Regions from separate parts of the Mus musculus genome. Here region 2 is linked to region 1. The links are chromatin contacts, called in public promoter capture Hi-C maps. All regions are on one chromosome and are shown on one strand. Each heading gives the region's core, a stretch centred on a gene start, on an enhancer-like site or on the middle of the called end of the contact. The rest is flanking DNA. Distances are from core to core; before and after follow the strand shown. Region 1 holds the start of Hps5 (HPS5, biogenesis of lysosomal organelles complex 2 subunit 2). Region 2 holds the start of Nipa2 (non imprinted in Prader-Willi/Angelman syndrome 2 homolog (human)).

The links. Promoter capture Hi-C pulls out the DNA fragments that hold promoters and counts their contacts.
Region 2: a contact with region 1 is called in a promoter capture Hi-C map of pre-B cells, with 4 times the contacts expected there. The contact joins the promoter of Nipa2 here to the promoter of Hps5 in region 1. A contact is called at or near these places in 3 of 39 promoter capture datasets (frontonasal cranial neural crest, pre-B cells and second pharyngeal arch cranial neural crest) and 1 of 484 Hi-C or Micro-C datasets (uterus).

Annotation. Positions count from the first base shown.
Region 1 is chr7:46,793,491-46,798,266 of GRCm38.p6, forward strand. Hps5 (HPS5, biogenesis of lysosomal organelles complex 2 subunit 2) reads right to left here and starts at 2,391. Exons shown (of 23, transcript NM_001005247.2): 1 at 1,938-2,391. It overlaps Gtf2h1 (general transcription factor II H, polypeptide 1), which reads left to right and starts at 2,604. Exons shown (of 15, transcript NM_008186.4): 1 at 2,604-2,798.
Region 2 is chr7:55,960,444-55,965,219 of GRCm38.p6, forward strand. Nipa2 (non imprinted in Prader-Willi/Angelman syndrome 2 homolog (human)) reads right to left here and starts at 2,050. Exons shown (of 7, transcript NM_001256130.1): 1 at 1,757-2,050; 2 at 1,009-1,129. A230056P14Rik (RIKEN cDNA A230056P14 gene) reads left to right here and starts at 2,088. Exons shown (of 6, transcript NR_015495.2): 1 at 2,088-2,229.

The DNA.
Region 1 (4,776 bases), core at 1,141-3,640:
GAAAGCATTCAGAAACATGTGGAGGTTTGTTTTCCTTATTTTTGGTGTTAGAGAATAAAACCCAAGATCTTTACATACTGGGCATGTCTCCTATCACTGACTGTGCCCCTGTCCTTCAACGTGACTTTTTAAATTATATACATATAATACAGCTTTATTCTCTGCTAGTAACATATTCTTATTACAGCTTGACCTCTGCAAGAATTGTATTCTGAAACAAGTCTAAATAAATAAATAAGTAAAACCACCCCCCCAAAAAATTTAGCATGACAACATTCAAAATATTTAACAATTCCTTATCCAAGAAAACTAATTTTTAGTCACTTATTTTATTGAGTAGTTAGTAAAATAATAAGCGTAATCATGAGGATAAATAAAAGAATTCTGGAAATCAATTCTAGTCAAAAAGAAAGTCACCAACACCATACATGTGTACAAACACACATACAATTCTCCTAAAGGATAACAGCAAGTCAAAGAAAACTTCCTAAAGAAATACTCCCAGGCCAGCGTTTGTTAGGAGGGAGGGAAAGGCAGCTGGCAGAGCTGAGACAGCAAAAGTGCTGGATGCGGTTTAGAATTACCCACCTTGGACTTTAGTCCTCGGTTAAATATAAAATGCAAATTTGGGCTCAAGGTACAAAACACTTCCAACTCTAAACCAAGGAACCTAAACCCAAGACAGTAGGTCACAGAGTCACGGAAGGATTTAATGAGGAGTTTGTACAGTTTCTGTAAAGTGTATGGGCAGATGCTAGGATACAGAGATGTTAAAGTAAGGAGTGATAAGTCAGTGAAAGTCAAGCCTTCCTACTACCCAGGAAATCTGTGGGAAGAAGAAACCTCTCTCTTGACATTCTGAATAGAGGAGACTTAAAACTGACTTCTAGCTAGTACTCGTTAAAAGCAAATGTGATCTCATCTCTTCTTTTCTAAGCTTCCTCTCCCATCTTACCCTATTATTCAGCTATCCTGAACTCTTCCCTTCCTTCTTCTGTCCATAAATGTGAATTTCTGGAGCCTTAATTATGCGGTTCATTAAATATTCTCAACCAATAAGTTTTCTAAAAAACTGAGCTTAAACATTACCTCTGTGTGCTACTAGGAAGAAAAAACTTTAAAATGCTAGCTTCTTAGAAGATGGCAAATCAGTGAACATCTACCATCTTTTTAAAAGGTTGGCTTTCCCAAGGGTCACAATGCTAAAAATAATAATAATAATAATAATGATAAAGGCAAACGTGGAGGAGGAAGAGGAGGGCCCAAGAAATGGTTTATTGCTATGCTTGGTGATCCCAGGGGCCCAAGAACTCACAGAAAGATAGGAGAGAACCAATTACAAAAAGCTGAGGTGTCAACCGGGCAGTGGTGGAGCACACCTTTAATTCCAGCACTTGGGAGGCAGAGACAGGCAGATTTCTGAGTTCCAGGCCAGTCAAGTATATAGAGTGAGTCCCAGGACAGCCGGGGCTACACAGAGAAACCCTGTCTCGAGAAAACAAAACAAAACAAAACAAAAAAACAGAAACAAAACAAACAAACAAAAAAAACAGAAACAAAACAAACAAACAAAAAAACTGCGGTGCCATGCCACCTTCTCCCCCAATAATAAATGAAAGTAGAATTTATGTGAGATCGAAACATCTTTCTCACTTCCCAAGATTATTTTTATAATTCAAGAGTGGTAGACAGTGATTGCTGCTCACAAAGCCAAAGCAAACCATGGTGTATCTAATCCCACAAGGTGCGTGGAAGGAAAGGCTCGAAAGACGCAAAGTAACAACGATTGAAGAAATTATGCAAAGGGGAGTTAATAGACTTTATTTCCACAATAGGAACTTCCTTATCCAATAATGATCAGGAAACTCTACCTCAGAAAACTTAACGACTCGCTCATGCTTGCATGCATTCATTCATTCAACGTTCTAAGTGCCTACCGTGTTCTAGGCCCTGGAGGCGCTGCTGGAGATGAAGGATGCGCAGCAGACCAAGTCCCTGACCACAAGGAGCTCCCGTCAATCACAGCTAACTTTTATGACTTTAAACCGCAGCTGTCACTCTGGAGAAGTCCAGGAAGCAGGTTTTCCAAGCCAGGTTCACAGAACCTCAGGCTGACTAGCGGGCCGAGTTCCGCCCCCCCCAGAGACCAGCGATCGCTTTCACCGAGCAGGCTCCACAGACACTCAACACCCCTTGACAGCGGAACCTGAACCTCACACACCCTGTCACCCCGCCCCCTCCCTGGCAACGTCATCCAGGGGCGCCAGGGACCGGAGGAAAGCGCTGTTAACGGCACTTCCTCGTCACGTGACGATCACGCCCCTCCCCGCGCGTGCTCCCTCCCCCTCCAGCCGCGGGTCGCGATTCCGCTCCCTGCGGCCTGCAGTCTGGGAGCCGCCTCGGGCCGACGACGCACCACGGAGCCGGACCGGATGCTCTCTAGGGAGAAAGGCGAGCCAAGCCGAATCCCCGAAACTCTCCGCCGCTCGAGACCGGAGGAGGAGAAGCGAAACAGGCGGGAATCGGTGGGGGAGGGCGGGAGCTAGCGGAAGGTGTCATGGCGGCCGCGGTGGTGGTCACGTGCTCCGGAGGCCCGCCCCGGCGTTTCCGGTCACGTGCCCTCAGCGCCCTCGCAGCCAGCGATGGAGGCGAGACCCCCCGGCAACAGAGGCGGTGGCGACGGCTGCGGCCGCAGGGGTTCAGCCTCCTCCGTGCAGCGGCTGTGAGAAGCGCGGCGGAGGCAGATCCGACGGGACGCGCTTCCCGCGCCCCAGACCAGAGACCGTAGCTCCCACCTGGTAAGTTGAGACCGAAGAATGGGGTTGGGCGGGCGTGGAGGGTCTGACAGGCCCCGGGGGCGCGGGGCCAGGCGGATCGAGCCCTTCGCTGTAGTCGTCTCCACGACACTACAGGCTGGCTGTGTGGTTTGCCTTTCTTCTCCCGGAATGGGAAGGAGGTGCCCTGACCCTTAATCTACTGCCCGAAGGCATTAGGTTCTTCCGCTGGGAGGGACTGGAAGGATCAGACTCACCTGAGAACGAAGGAAGTGAGGCTTCTCCGAGACACCGAGGCCCTTCCCGTTAGGGAGCCTGCCCGGGAGAGGCTTTCTTTTCCTGTTAAAGAAGTCCTCTAACCTTGGTGTCCTCGTGCCTTCTTGCTTCCACCTGTCATCCTGCTCTTCAAACTGTTATTAAAACTTGAGCCACGCACCCAGTTCTAGCTATGACCAGTTTGACAGTCATGTAGTGTAAAGTGAACCATCAATACATGGAAGTATGTGATTATTTTTATAAATTCTCCAGTGTTCTTAGAAACTAAATTCATGTGAAGTTGACCTCACATGTCTATTTTACCATCTGCAAAACAAGGGTGGGGAAAAGATGTTAAAACGTATGCCCAGGGCTACAGTGAAATGGCTCAACTGGTAAAGGTGCTTGCTGCCAAACCTGAGTTCCATCTCTGGGACCCACGTGGTGGAGGGAGAACCGATCTCCGGAAGTTGTGTCCTCAACGTATACACAGTTTAATTTGGGATTTTTGTTTGCTTGTTTTTGTTCTTCGTTGTTGGCTTTTGTTTGGTTGGTTTGGCTTTCTGTCTTTTGATGTTGTCCATTTAAAGACACCAGTTTAAAATATGGTAAAACAGGTTTCTGAGTTAGGAATGCAGCTTAAAGCTAAGAGTTCTTGCTAGGCACCTGTAAGATCCTGGGTTTCATTTCCAGAACTGGCAAAAAAAAAAAACAGGACTGTAGGTAGAGCCCAATGTAAATTGCTTGGTAAGCATGCAGGCCTGGGTACAGAAAACTGGCTTGAAGCACACTAAGGGCTTGGCTCCAATCAATATTCTCAATATCTAGCCTTGTGACTTCCTTTCCTTCCTCTCCTGACCCTCCATTTCCCACACAGGTTTTCTCTGTATAACAGCCCTGACTGGCCTTGAACTCACAGGGATCGATTGCCTCTGATTCTTGAATGGTAAGATTAAAGGTGTACACTACCACACCTAACCCTAGACTTGTGATTTCCTTTTTTTTTTAAGTTGGTTGATTTTACTACTGTATATTGGTGTTCTGTCTACCTGTGGGTTTCTATGGTGGTGTCAGATCCCCTAGAACTGGAAGTATAGTTGTGAATGGCCATGTGGGTGCTAGAATTGAACCTTGGGTCCTTTGGGAGAGTAGCCGGTGCTCTTAATGGCTGAGTCATTGCTCCAGCCCCAGTGATTTTCAAACATTTTAAAGACATGAAACATTTCTTCCATGAATTTATGCCTGGAATTCCAACATAAAACTACATCGAAGCTGGGAGTTCATGGCACAGGCCCTTTTTTTTTTTTTTTTTTTTGGTTTTTAAGGACACCTAAAAACATTTTGAAAACCACTAAGCCAAAATTATCAACCCTAATATTGTTTTTTTTTTTTAGATTTCCTTATTTTATGTATATAAGTACACCATTGTTCTCTTTAGACACACCAGAAGAGGGCATCAGATCCCATACAGATGGGCATGAGCCACCATGTGGTTGCTGGGAACTGAACTCAGAATCTCTGGAAGAGCAGTTGGCACTCTCAACCACTCAGCCATCTTTCCAGCCCCCAACCCTAAAATTCTATTTATTCTCTTGTTTTTTGTTTTGTTGTTTTGGTTTTGTTCTATTGGGGTTTTTTGTTTGTTTTGTTTTGTTGTTTTGTTTTGGTTTTTGGTTTTTAAGAGAGGGTTTCTCTGTGCAGTGCAGCCTTGGCTATCCTAGACCTCAATCTGTAGACCAGGTTGACC
Region 2 (4,776 bases), core at 800-3,299, 9.2 Mb after region 1:
CATGTTATACATTAAATCTCACAACTTACTCTATATACCTGTTACTTTGCATCCTTTGATGCAAGTCTCTCTTCAACCCACCATCACATGTCATGTCGCTCTACAGAGTTCTTGTGTCTACCACAACAAATGCCCTCAAATAAGTCAGATTTAGGTAAAGCTTTTTATATTTTCTATAGAAAAAAATTGGGTACTATTTAATCATATGTGACTCATTTTATATCTTCACAGAGCTTCAAAGTCAGTAGAACTGCTTTCCTTACATCAAAGGGCTACCACTTCAAACAATATCAGAGGATAGTGTTATTTCTCCTTGACAGCCACAGAAAACACATCTCAGAATGTTAGGCACTCATGAGAGGATCACTCAGAAAAGAGATTGGCTCTACTAATCCTGACTGCCATATCATCTTAAAATGTTAGAACTGAAGGGTCTCCTTATGGAGTCCAGGCTGGCCTTGATCTTGAAATCATCCTGTCCCAGCCTCCGGAGTGCTGGAATTACAAGCTTGTATCACCATACCTGGCTGTAAAAGTTCAGCTCTTAAGTCTACTTCTACATAATGTTTACTACTATCTAAAGCTTATAGCAGTCTCAGCTTCAGGTTTAGCTCATTTTTCTTGTGTGTGCACACCTAGTAGTGGTATTTCCCGTATCTGTGAAAAACTAAAGAAAACAACATTATCAGTCATTCTCCACCTTATTTTTCCTGATGGGGCCTCTCAATCAACCTAAAGTTTACTGACTCAACAAGACAAGCTAGACAAGAGGTGGGCAGGAACCTCCGGGCAGTGGTGGCGCATGCCATTAATCCCAGCACTAGGGAGGCAGAGGAGGCCAGCCTGGTCTACAGAGTGAGTTCCAGGACAGCCAGGACTACACAGAGAAACCCTGTCTCTATAAAAATCAAAACAAAAAACAACCAAACAACCAAACAAAAAAATACTACAGAACCTAATCTCCGATCTAACTTAGCAATACTGTTAGAAATTAAAATTTTAACTTACATGTAAGTTTAATATGGTCTTTCTTTTAAAAAACAGAGATGATTTATTCATTCTCATTTTCTTGGAAACGCTATCCTTTATTCCCATTTAAAGTATTTAACCACGGCAGAGTAGTTCCACCCTGGAAAGAAGAAAATATGGAAGTAGGTGAAAGGACAGAAAATTACTAAATACTTAGATATATAGTTACTGGCCTTCCTGTTCTTTCACTTAGTAAGTACTGTAAGAGCTTCTACATACAGCTTACTGGAATGAAAAACGTCAAATCTCAGACTTCCTCTTTTAACTTTAAAAATAATTAATATGGTATCAAACGGGCACATGATATAGAATCTAAAGAAACTGCACTCAAGACCACTCCTAAACTAAATGCCTTGCCATTATCGTAGAGAAATCAAAGAAGCAGGAACCCCAAACCCTGCATTTTGTGTAAACCCTATTAAGTGCCAGGGAACTGAGTCAAGCAAGCTCAAAACGTTACAGCAAGCCGAAACCATCTTCTGAAAACTCACGAAGGCAAATAAAACTGATATGCAGAACTTAACGAGTACGCGACCGGACAGGGCCAACCAGCCAGACTTCTGCCGGATTGAATGGCAATCAATCCGACTCACTGCGGATCACCAGGGAAGCTGCGTCCACCCCAGAACACGCGAAAAAGCAAGTCGCCCCGGGGCCCTTCTCCGACCTCAGGCGGCCGACACAGCCCGCAGCTCCGCCCTGGAGCTCGCTTACAGGAAGTAGCTACCTTAGGGCCGTCGCAGGCCGGCGGGCGACTCGGCTCCCTCCGGGACGCGACCCCGGTGCCCGCTCAGACCCCCACGCAGGCAGCTCGCTCCTGCGCGCACACAGCCACCGTCTCCGGCGACGTCCCGCGGGAAGTTCGTGCATCCGAGACTGCAGTGAGCGCCGCCTCCTCCATGGGAGAGCCGAGAGGAGCCTACCTCGGACAGCCTTCGGCCGCACCGCGGCCAGCACCAGAAGAGCCGCCGAGAACCTGCCGGGAAACCTGGGCGCAGACTAGTGACGTAAACCGCGCGCGCTGGGCAGGCACAGCTCAGGCCCCGCCTCCGCAAGGCTCTTCGCCCCGCCCTGACAGCGAGCCGGAGGAGCCGTACCTTCTAAGGTCATCTTTGCTCACCTACTCATCAAAAATCCAGCCCTGTTATTTAAAATCCGATTTCCTGGGAGTCTTCACGTGGGACCTTTGGGATGGAGGAGGTGGGTTTGACCGCAAAGGGCGGAAGTGGGCGGGACAAGGAGGCAGGTTTCCAGGGAAGAGACAGTAAAGCTTGTGGAGGAGGACCTTGTGATTTGGACAAGAGATCTTTTCCACGAGATGCACAGGAAACAAAGTAATAGCTTTTTCTCGGCTGCTTTTGCTTTGAAAAGACCATTGAAGGCTGCTGAAAATCCTTGTTTACAGGATATGTTACTCCAAGAACATTTGTTTGGGTGTGTTTGGGAGGGAGATCCTTGTAAAATGAATTATACATTTATTGAAACATTAAAAACAGCACTGTAGTTTTCCTATCTCCTATGCTAATGCTTTGGACGTGATGGTCTAAAACATTGAGGGAGTGGCTAAGTAGCTAATTTAAAAGCTACTCTGCTGTGAACTTGACAACCAGATACCCAAGTGTCTTAGAACTGGCTCTTGAGGACTTATTTTGCTCAATTTTTAGGGTAGGCTAATTTCTAGATGACATGCAAGTGGGACTTTGATGATCAGGTAAATACAGAATGACTCCAATTTTTCCACCTTTCCATGTGTCCACAAATTTTACAGTACCTGCATCTCCACTCTCCCTGAATCTGCATTGGCTGGGGGAATGGTATTGAGCAAAGAAAAATGCAATGAAACTTGATAAGAAGCCCGGACTGGTGGGCAGGAGGGAATAATGGAGAACAAATGTAGTACAATGTAGACCAGGAACAAAGCCACCATACTGACTTCCTTCCTGGCTAACTCAGAATTGCTGGCAAGGGTCAGGTTGGTTCACATCAGCAAAACTGCCCCACTGACCCATCGGCCTAAAAGAAAGAATAAGTGATTGCCACCTCATTTTGGTTTAAATTGATAGGCAGCAATAACTTAACTGATAAAGATGGCAACAGACATCTCCAAAGACCTGTTGATTATCATAAAGGCACTGGTTGGTTCATTTGAACAGGTGTGTGCCGTATGTGGGATCAGCATTGTAATTTAACCGTGGTAGAGAATTATCTTGTGGCACCTCCCTCTCCCTTCCCTTCCTCCTTCTCACTCCCTCCTCCCCATTGTCCTAAACATCCAAGGTACAGATCCTTCTCATCCATCTGCTTTCATCATTACAATCCTTTAGCTACTGTCACACTCATTATCTGGTCCTCCAAGCCAGTACTCACATCACACAGTGGAGTGAGTGTGGTGTGTGTGTGTGTGTATGTGTGTGTGTGTGTGTGAGTGCCTATTTAGTATGCTGCGGGCTCCTTAAATGCGCAAATCATTTTTCTAAGTCATAATGTTCCATATCTAATATTGTGTGACTGTTCAAGCAGTGATCATGGGTACCTTTAAAGTTTTAAAATCTAATTTTTGTAGGCCCTTAGGAGACAGAAACAGCAGGATTGCCACAAATTGAAGACTAGCCTGAGCTACATACACATTTTCAGGGAAGCTTGGTTACAGCGTGAGACATTGTTTCCAAAGGAAAACAAAACAAAAGAAAAGTTAAATAATATTGTAATTCTCATATGTTCCTGATGGAATTTAAACTAGCACAACCTTGGGAAATGGACTGACAGCTTCTACAAAAGTTGAATATAGTTAAACATGGTAGCAGATACCTTTAATTCCAGCACTTAGAAGGCAGAGTTCAACCCAGTCTGGTCTACACAGGAAGTTCCAGGACAGATAGGGCTATATAGACAGATGGTGTCTCAAAAAAAAAAAAAAAGCTAAACATACTACAACCATATGACCCAACTGTTTAAGTTATCTATCAAAAAGAAATGAAAACATTCATATAAGCATGAGAGAAATTGTAAATAAATATTCTATAGCTACAGCGGTTATATTTGCAATGACAACAAGCACACCTGTACACATCGCAAATAGCCTAATGTGAGTGGGAAACTAGCCAGTAATAAAACGAAGTGAACTACTGATAGATGCTATAAAATGACTGAGTCTCTGAGAAGTGAAAGCCAGCCTCTCCTTGTACATAAAATATCTGGCTAAGAGAATTAAAAGGAAATGGGAGCTGGAGAGAGGGCTCAGCTGGTAAGAACACTGGCTGCTCTTCCATAAGACCAGGGTTCGATTCCCAGCACCCACATGGCAGCTCACCAGTGTAACTCTAGTTCCAGAGGATCTGGCACCCTTGCACAGACAAACATGCAGGCAAACACATCAATGCACATAAATAATAATAAATCTTGGAAAAGAAAATCTAGGGACTAGGAAGTAGCACATAGTGACAAAAAGTGATGGTGTGGGCACGGAGGGGCAAGAAAAGCAGGTTTCAAGGACCCAAAGGAAACTGGCATAACGACTGTTTTCAGTTTTGTTCCTGATGTGACTTTCATCACATACACTGCATGATATGCTTGTGGTGGTTTGAATATGCTTGGCCTATTATTAGGAGGTGTGGCCTTGTTGGAGTAGGTGTCACTGTGGTGGTGGTATTTGAGGTCAGATATGCAAGCTCCACCCAGTGCACAGAGAGTACCCTTCTCAGTGCCTTTGAATCAAGATGTACTCTTAGCTCCTTCTCTAGCACCATG